2 separate regions of the Zea mays genome follow, and region 2 is linked to region 1. A link is a contact called in public Hi-C data. All regions are on one chromosome and are shown on one strand. The core of a region is the stretch at or near the end of the contact, and the rest is flanking DNA. Distances in the headings are between cores, read along the strand shown. Region 1 holds the start of LOC100283949. Region 2 holds the start of LOC103640923 (receptor protein-tyrosine kinase CEPR1).

Region 1 (4,726 bases), core at 660-3,159:
TTTCCTCCGTCAAGAGAGAGAAATTCTCAAGTTCAATTTGAGTGTGTTTGGTTCGAGGAATGAAGTGATCCATGTTCTTCTCACTCCTCACTTTTTTATTTGGTTTGTGGAATAAAATGGGTTGATCCATCACCACCCAATTCCTTATAAGCTAATAATTAGTATATACATGAGGAGTGGGTTGATTCCACCAAAATTGATGGAATGAACTTATGATGAATCACCTCATGAAGCATAGAGTGACTCCATAAACCAAACACACCGTTTATCTGCCTTTATTTTTACTTGCTCAAATCCTTGATCGACATGTAATATATGTACAAGCGGTATTTATCTGCCAGGTCTTTATTTGTAGCAGCTACAAGAAATACAAGCAGCAAAGTCTATGACCTCTTGGTATCCATGAGATGCTCTAGCATGGAAGGAGTTTTCCAGTTGCTACACTTGGGTGAACTCCAACGCGTTCCCGTCTGGGTCTCTTGCAAAGATCGCTGGCCTCCCAGATTTGCTTAGCGTGTAGCTGATTCCTGCATTTACCACTATTTCATTAGTATCGAGATAGAGCAAACCATATCTTCATACGGTTGGTAAAAGAAAGTTATGCTGGTTTACAGTCAGTCTTTACTCTTCAATGATAATCTGGCCTGATGAAAAACAGACCACAATACCGAATCATGTCATGGTAAAGGCTTATTAAGGGAGGCCTTATTTATTTTTATCGTATATTATATAAATTGGATTATGGTGGAAGAGTAAAAAGATAAAATATCACTTTGAAATTACAAATAAGCTAAAATAAATTACACAATGCTCGCTTCTTTCAGCTTATTCGTAGTCACAAATTGATATTTTACCCTCCTATTTCACCATAATCCAACTTATATAATCTAGTAGAAAAACAAAAACACTCTAAGTTGAAAGAGTTTATGACTTCACTGACGTTACAAATAGCTTTTCTAGGATTGAGCGAGATGATCAACACAACAAAGATCATGTCACATAGCAGCATATAATTAGGGCAAAACAAAGGAGGAAGTGAAGATCCGGGCGTACCAGCTTCATCAAAAACTTCTTTCAGCTTCAGAACATCTCTAATCGCTATACAGGTATGCCGATCACGTCCGCCGTGCTCGGGGCGTCCGGTCAACGGATCAGGATTCGGCAGCTCCATCAGGTGGATCATCTCAGAACCCACCCAGAGCCAAGCGCCCCTGTACGGGAGCTTGTCGTTTGGCCGAGCTGGATTCACCCTCAGACCTGGTTGAGCAATTGATTCCGTCAGCTCATTTGCTTTCCAGGCGAACACGCCGCAGAGAAGAGCAGAAACACGAGGTGAATAGCCAGCTCACCCAGTAGGTCCTTGTAGAACGCCAGTGACCTCTCAAGATTCTCGCACAGGATCCCGACATGGTGAATGCTTACAACTCCATAATCAGGTTCTGCTGCCCCACCAAAGAGCAGACGGCAAATCTGTTAACAACTCGTACTGGGAAATTAAAGATGAGCAGCCACGGGAAACCTAATGTCCGGTTCTGGATCCAGTGGTAGGATAGTTCGTGGACATAGTGCGAAGCTAACTACAGTGGGTCGGATTGGATTTGACATTTTATATAGCAGCCAGGCAGCAGCAAGAGGCAGTCACGACTCACCGTGCGCCGGTTCCTGCGCGGTGACGAGCTGCTGCTCGCCCCCGCCCGTGGCAACCGAAAGTCGCGCTGGGATGCGGCGTGGCGCGGCGGCGGAGGGGAGAGGCTGTGCCCTGGCCGCCGACGGGGCTGTGGATGCGGAGCGGAGGGGGAGAGACCCTGCGAGCCACCCCGTCGCCATTGCTGCCTTTGTTGCCAGGGACGCCTCCGCTTGCGTTCTACCCCGCGGCCCGCGCGCGACTTGTGGACTGTATGGTATTGGGCCTCTTTCTTTGTGTCGCTCCGGCCTTTCTGTCATTTTCTCCCCCACTTTTGCTTTTGCTGGTTGTTTCAACTTATTTCAGGCTTCTTGTCTCCCCCCCCCCCCCCCCTTGTGTCGCTTCAAGTTGCTGACAACCACCAAACGTTAGTTTTCAGATCGTTTTTATAAGAATCATTTTAATAAAAAATCGTCTAAATTCATCATAAGAATTATTTTAATGAAAATCGTCAAAATTCAACCTAAACATATAATCACAGAGTTGTCACGATAGTAGGAGTCTAGATCTTAACCTCTATAGACATCCTTCATCTTTCTATGTACATAATCACGTGATATTCTTCCCCAACCAAATTCTTAGCAAACCTCGCCAGAAAATAATGAAATAAACATACCCATAATCACTTCTTTCGGACGGTTTTCGACGATTTTTGAATTTTAGATCTGTTTGCAAATTCAAAACAAAAAAAATTTTCATGAATCCCGACGAAAAACCGTGTTTCTGTCTGGTTTTCGGTATTTCTCAAAAAATCGGTGTACAGGTTTTTACTTTTAAAAAAATCCTGAATTCCAATTTTCTTTGGGAAAATTTATTGTTTGTTACAAAAAAAATATGATTTTTTAAATAAAAATAAGTATAAGATATACCATGTTGCTCAAAACACATGTAGTTTTCATCATAATTTTTCCTCTGTTTTTTTTAATGTTTAGAATCTTAAAGCAAAATTTTAAAGACCAGGAACGAGAAATCGGCCTAAACCCCACGGTTCCCGACCGATTTATAAAACTTGATGAACGCCGGCTAATCGGGCACTACAGTTCCTGGAAACTAATACTAGTCGTTAGATTTTTTTTATAGATTATTGTGAATATGAATTCTAATAAAATATATACATATATATAATTTAATATATTAAATCCTATGATATCATTTAGGGATGTGAATTTTGACGGGTTGTATATATAAATTTTGATATATGAAATGTAGGTGTGTTTTGGCTTTTGTTTAAGCGGTATCATTATCTCGTTTGGTGGCTCCAATCAAGATTAATGTTTTTTTATTTGTCGTGAGTCCAACTCTAACTGAGACTAAAGGGGAAAAAAAAACTATTCACTACTAGTGTTGATTAAGGTTGTAACATCGATTATTCAGGATCGTATCGTCTATACTGATTAGCGGTGGCAGCAATTCTGATTAGTGTTGCTGCTTTGAAATTGGTTGTGCTGTTTGGTGTTGTCTAGGATTTTTTTAACTCGAATATTTGTCGTACGGCTAGTTTATTTTTGAACGCAGAAGAAGAAACGTGGATGTCGTGTCTACGGTGCCTCAGGGCTCCCAGAACTCGATCGCTTTGGAGCAAGTTTGTGTATAATTGTGTACGTGATGGAGCTACACTGCTCGATGATGGATGACGATCATCGAGTCTAGAGTACATATTCATAGCAATCAACTGTAATGGCATGCCTTTAGTCATACTAAATGTGTTTAGTCATACTAGTAGTAGATTGTAACACAGTTGTGCGTTAAATCAGATTCAGAGGTGTCTTTGTGTCACGTTGGAGAAGATTCAGATTCAGATTCAGAGGTGAGCAGTCAGAGTGACAGTGACAGTCAGCCGTATCCGAGCAGCTTCGGGGCGAGCCTGAGCAGCGGCTGCAGCGTGCCGGGCGCCAGCTTCCTTGCGAACAAAAAGCACACCTGCGCCGGCTGGCCGTTGTAGGTGCAGTTGCCCTGGTCCTTCCCGGGCGCCGTGAGCCGCCTGAGGAACGCCTCGCCGACGTCGGCCTCCCCGAACGTGGCCGGGTGCGCGCCGCCGCGGGACCAGTCCACCCACGTGACGCTGCGGTTGGCGATCCGCGCGGGGGCCAGGATGGAGAGCGCCGTCGGCAGGTAGTGCTCGTCCGCGTAGCACGGCGGCCGGCAGTGCTCCCGGAACTTGGGGTAGTAGCGGCCGTCGGCGACCACGTCGACGGCGAGGGCGCGCTCCAGTTCGAACCACTGCGCGCCCTTGCGGAACTGCTCGCGGACCACCTCCGGGGCCAGCCCGCCCTGGTACCGGCCCCGGCCTCCCGGGCCCGGGTCGTCGAACGCGCCCACGAAGCTCTCCCGCGACCGCGTCAGGTAGCTGTACACCGCCGGGAAGCCGTACAGCGGCACGCACGACTCGGACAGCAGCACGAAGCGCTCGTTGCCCGGGTCCAGCAGCGCGTTCGCCAGCAGCCGCCGCTCCGCGTCGAACATGCTCGGCTCGCCCCACTCGGCCACCTGTAGCACGCAGTTGAAAATAAATGGCCGTCATTTTCAGCTCCGATCCCCCCCTTCTCCGCCATCCATCCACATTCCACGACCCCACGTCGTCGTCAACGTAGAGGAGCCGTGCAACATGGACGGCCATGATGGTAGGCCGCCGGCCGCCCGGACGATCGTCAAAGCGAAACTGAAACTCGCGAGCCCACGTCAACGCAGAGGATCGGAGAGCTAGCCGCCGTACGTGCGCGGGTGGCGCGCGTACGTACCTGGCTGGGCACTTGGCGGCGGTAGAAGGCGGACGCCGGCGCGAAGTCGGGGCGGTACCCCGGCGTGGCGTGCACGTAGACGGAGAAGAGGCCGGCGTCCCCGCCCCCGGCGCCGGCGAAGAAGCGCTCCCACAGCGGCGCCAGCGGCAGCGGGCCGCGGGTCAGGAACATGAAGGCCACCTTGGGCGTCCGGCGGTACGGGTAGCGCCGGACGCTGGGGCGCCACGACGCCGCCCACAGCAGCTCGTCGTCGGTCATGTTGTGCCACGCGGACGCCGGCGCCCGCGCCCACCGCTCCAGCGGC
Region 2 (4,726 bases), core at 884-3,383, 340 kb after region 1:
CCCGCAGCACCCACCGCCGCGCCAGCGCCAGCGTCGCCACGGCGCACGCCAGCGCGCACACGCCCACCACCCACACGTCTCCGGCCAGCCCGCGCCGCAGGCTCGGCCGCGGGCACAGCGGCAGCGCCGGGTCCGTCAGGTTCAGCCGGAACGCCACGCACAGCCCCGGGTTCCCCGCCACGCTCTCCAGCAGGCCCTCCTTGATGAGCTGCAGCGGCACAGGGCCCGACAGGTTGTTGCTGGAGAAGTCCAGCGAGTTTGGAAGCAGCTTGCACAGCGACTCCGGGATCTCGCCGGACAGCGCGTTGTCCGACAGGTTGAGCACGTTCAGCGTCCTGAGCCCCGCGAGCGTCTCCGGGATGGACCCGTTCAGCAGGTTCCCCTGCAGGGACAGCTGGTTGAGCCTCGACAGCAGGCCCACGGACTCCGGGATGGGCCCGGCGATGAGGTTGTTGCTCAGGTCGACCTTCACCAGCCCCCACGCGCCGGCGATCTCCGGCGGCAGCTCGCCGGACATCCGGTTGTTGGACGCGAACAGCGACGTCAGGTTCGCGGCGCCCGCTACCGTGGCCGCCACGGCGCCGGTGAAGTGGTTGTAGCTGAGGTCGAGGATGGAGGCGTGCGGGAGGCCGAAGATGCCCGGCGGCACGTCGCCCTCCAGGTGGTTGTTGCTCACCCGGAACCGGAGCAGCGGCGTGCACTCGGCGTACGCCGGCGGGATGGGCCCGGTCAGCAGGTTGCTGAGCACCAGGATGTACTGGAGGTGGCCGTTGGCGCAGGCGTACGGCGGCAGCGGCCCCGTCAGCTGGTTCTCCGACACCTCGATGACGTTGAGGTCCGAGTAGCGGCCGAGGTCGGCGGGGATCCCGCCGGTGAGCTGGTTGCGGTACAGGGAGAGGATGCGCAGCTGCGTGGAGTTGCCGAGCACGGCCGGGATGGGGCCCGTGAGGCGGTTGGTGTAGAGCTGGAGCACGCGCAAGCCGCGCAGCGCGCACAGCGACTCCGGGATGGGCCCCGTGAGGCGGTTCTCGGACAGGTCGATGTCAGTGAGCTGCGTGAGATTGGCGAGCTCGGCGGGGATGCCGCCCTCCAGCTCGTTGTAGTAGAGCTCCAGGAACCGCAGGTTCGTGAGGCGCGCCAGCGACTCCGGGATGCGGCCGGTGAGGAAGTTGCCGCTGAGCTCCAGGTCGGTGAGCGACGTCATGTTGCCGAACCACGCGGGGACGCCGCCGCGCATGGAGGTGGTGGAGAGGATGAGCACGCGGACGCGCCGCAGCGGCAGGAACAGCGACTCGGCCGGCCGCCACACGTCGAACCCGGGGTTCTCGTTGAGGTTCACCACCTCCAGGCTGGTGACGTTGGCGACGGACGTCGGGAACGCGCCGGTGAAGAGGTTGTTGGACAGGTCGAGCACCCGCAGCGCGCGCAGCGGGGACAGGTCGCGGGGCACGGCGCCAGACACGCCGGAGAAGCTGAGGTTGAGCACCTCCAGGGAGGTGCAGTTGAGCACGCCCAGCGGGAACCCGCCGCGGACGTCGTTGCACGCCATCCGGAGCTCCCGGAGCGCGGGGAGCGCCGCGCAGACGCCCGGCGGGAGCCGGCCGACGAGGCGCCACGACGTGACGTCGATGCCCGTGACGTTGCCCGACGGGTCGCAGGCGACGCCGCGGAAGCTGCAGTAGTCCGGCGCCGGCGACGTGAAGTCCCACCACCTCGACATGCCCGGCCCCGGGAACTCTTCCTTCATCTTGGCGAGGTAGGCAGCCTGCGTGTCCAGCTCCAGTGCCGCCGCGCGACCGCCATCATCGCCGGACGCGAAGGAGAGGACGATGGCGAAGAGAAGGAAGCAGGGCAAGGGTGGAGGTGAGCAAAGAGTGGACACCATAGCACCGTACCCACCCAACAGCTGACCCAAACTCAGAAGAGGAGGAAGAAGAAGAAGAAGAACTGTATTGTATGAGCAAGCCTTTTCTTTCTTGTGCCTGCAAAGCTAGCTTTGTTGTTGAAAGGAACCTTTGTTGCAAGCGCGAAACGGAATGGGGTGTTATGGAAAATGGTGAGGAGGAGCTATCAGGAAGGGAGAGAGAGTATATGAGTGGAGTGGGAATCTGTTGCCGAACTGGTGAATGGCGACGAAATAAAGGAGAGATGCATGGCTTTTGCCGTTGGGGATATATGCCCTCCTGCCCCCAGCTGCTGCTCAGTGCTCATTCAGTCATTTGCCAATCAAAACTAAACTGATTGGTACAGGTAACTTCAGCACAGTGCACTACACTAGAAGTAAACCATGCTTTTCTTTTCACATATACATGAAACAGTCAGTGGTCAATGAGAAGAGTACAAACACCATCATGCAAGTATATCGGTATCTACTATTGCATCCAGCAGCACAGTATTGATTCAATACATGGCCGGCCGTCAGTCAGTATTTGTTGTCTGCTGAAACCTGATATCACTAGTAGTCAGTATATGATCACTCACACTGTCACACAACGAGTCGGTCAGTCGTGAAGTCACAGCCCCTGCTGTGAATTGTGAACTGAAGACGCTAGCTAGTGAAGGCATAAAGGACAGTGCAGCAGAACTGCAGATCAGCTTGCAAGCAGAAGCAGCAGCAGCAGCAAACAGTGCAAGTGTGCAACTGCTAATCCTGCGATCTTCATGGGGAACAAGGACAAAGCCTGCCTCTAGTGGACGCCAATCCCAACCAATAATTGCTCACACTTTAGGAGGGTCAGCAGCAAGCTGAAACCTGAAAGCCTCTTCCCTCTCCTAAAAAGCAGCGAGTCAGAGCAGCAAATAATAATTAAAAAACACACACACACACACAGCGAGTGAGTGAGCGCTGCTCGATCAGCTGCAGATACTTCTTCAGTAGTGGCCTCAATGATGCCATGCTTTACCTGCCAGTAGCTTGTTCGCAATGTGTGTGTGCATACGCCAATCTGCATCTTTTTTCCCCTGTTCAGCCAGCTCGGTGCTTAGCAGTCTAGTACCTGAACCAGTACTTTAGTTTGCTGTATTATATTCTCTTAATTAATGGAGCAAAATGCCACGCCTGCTGATAATTGCTATGCAAACAGTGAGCTTGGGTTTGGCTGAAGACCCCGTCAGTCAACATTATTCAGTCCCGACCTGGGATAACTAAGAACTTTCAAATGGAATTTTAGGCAGCTCCCCATTACTAGCGCTAGCTAATGCAACCGTAGGCTAATGCAACCGTAGGCCTTTCTTTTAAAAAAAAAAAGAAGAAAGAAAGAAAGAAATGCCACGGGAGTGGAATGCACGCGTGTGCTCCGATGTTTTCCACTTCAATTTCCACCAGCGCCGTTTTGGATAGCACCGAATAAAAACCTCCATCCTTATTGTACTGACCAAAAAAAATGTCCTCGAAAGAACAGCATGAACATAGGAGAAGTCACAAATTTCAGTTTCTTTTTTATTTATGAGTTCCTCAATAAAAAAAAGGAATGAATATTTAAGAACAATACCCGCTCGCTCCGTTCCAAAATAAAATATATTTTACCTCTTTAGTCGATTCATACAATAATTAATATATTTGTTTATATATGTGTGTTTATATTTATCGTCATCCATTCGATTATTGATATAGAAATCGAGAGTTAAAAACGACTAATATTTTAGAACGTATAGAATATAATTTCAGTGGAGGTGGTGGTGGGTCCCCGTGGAGGAATCCATGGCGGATAACGAGCTGTGGCGGGAGAGGTGGTGGTGATGCATAGATGCTCACTCAAAAGGGGTCGTGCACTTGCCATTATAAATAAAAATAAAATGCAACTCACCCAGCTGGTGGCATGAGAAAGGAGACCGTTGCAAGTCCAACCAATCTTTTTTTGCACATGCATGCAGTCACGCATCATCATGTGTTTTTCGGCTCTCCAGTATTGGCCAACAGCGTTGTTAGCCAACCGTTGTAAGAAAGAGTGCGTAATAACGCACGGTTCGCCACATATGCAAGGAAATAGGGCTGATCGGGCCCGATAACTCGATTGGTCTGTCTCCGATTTTCCCATCTATCTGAGAATTTTCTCACGTTTACATTTTAGGCTACACACGAGTCCTTGTAGCCTGATAAAAAAGAGCAGGGTTGATTATCCTCAGGCAGTTTATATTGTTGTAATGCAGTTTTTAGGGTTTAAAATTTCAAACATGGCTTGATTCATATGCGCAACCACGGACGTAGGGCCCAATATCGCTCAGTATTGTTTGAGCAATACCATAGCCTAGCACAAGAAAGGATCAACAATAAAAAAATTCTAATGTCCGTCTGTTCACTTGTGTGCTCCCGTACTCCCCCTCTACCGAGCTCCACCGCCAAGCGAGTCGCTGACGCATTGTCACCGGTCACGGCCATCGTGTCGCTGGCGCAGCGCTGGAGAACGGCCACCCAAGCTCTGCGTCGGGCCGCCATAACTTTATGGCCTATTTTGCGTCCGCTCTAGCCGTCGGACACACGTACGCACTCCCCCTCTAGGCTCCGGCCCACTATCGAGCCACCGACGCTCCTGTCCTATCGAGCTCCGGCCAAGGCTGCTGGTCGAGCTCTACCCCGCGTGGTCGCGCTTTCTCCTACGTCGAGGCTGAGCTTGTCCCGACTCCTGTTGCTTCCGGTCAGCCACATAGGTCGTGCTCCACCAACGCCAAGGCCTAGGCACCTAGCTCCGCTAGCCTTGGCCGTGTTCCACCATATGTGCCTCCGCAC

What was found. A called contact is a pair of places that touch in the nucleus more often than the background predicts.
Region 2: a Hi-C map of tassel shows a contact between it and region 1, with 2.7 times the contacts expected there. The contact joins the promoter of LOC103640923 here to the promoter of LOC100283949 in region 1. A contact is called at or near these places in 2 of 25 Hi-C or Micro-C datasets (ear and tassel).

Annotation. Positions count from the first base shown.
Region 1 is chr1:183,729,123-183,733,848 of Zm-B73-REFERENCE-NAM-5.0, forward strand. It overlaps LOC100283949, which reads right to left and starts at 1,910. Exons shown (of 4, transcript NM_001156847.2): 1 at 1,650-1,910; 2 at 1,350-1,442; 3 at 1,054-1,257; 4 at 272-527. The coding sequence starts at 1,827. The coding sequence ends at 439. It overlaps LOC100384266 (Core-2/I-branching beta-16-N-acetylglucosaminyltransferase family protein), which reads right to left. Exons shown (of 3, transcript NM_001176831.1): 2 at 4,423-4,726; 3 at 3,414-4,171. The coding sequence ends at 3,518.
Region 2 is chr1:184,068,081-184,072,806 of Zm-B73-REFERENCE-NAM-5.0, forward strand. It overlaps LOC103640923 (receptor protein-tyrosine kinase CEPR1), which reads right to left and starts at 2,134. Exons shown (of 2, transcript XM_008664372.4): 1 at 1-2,134. The coding sequence starts at 1,885.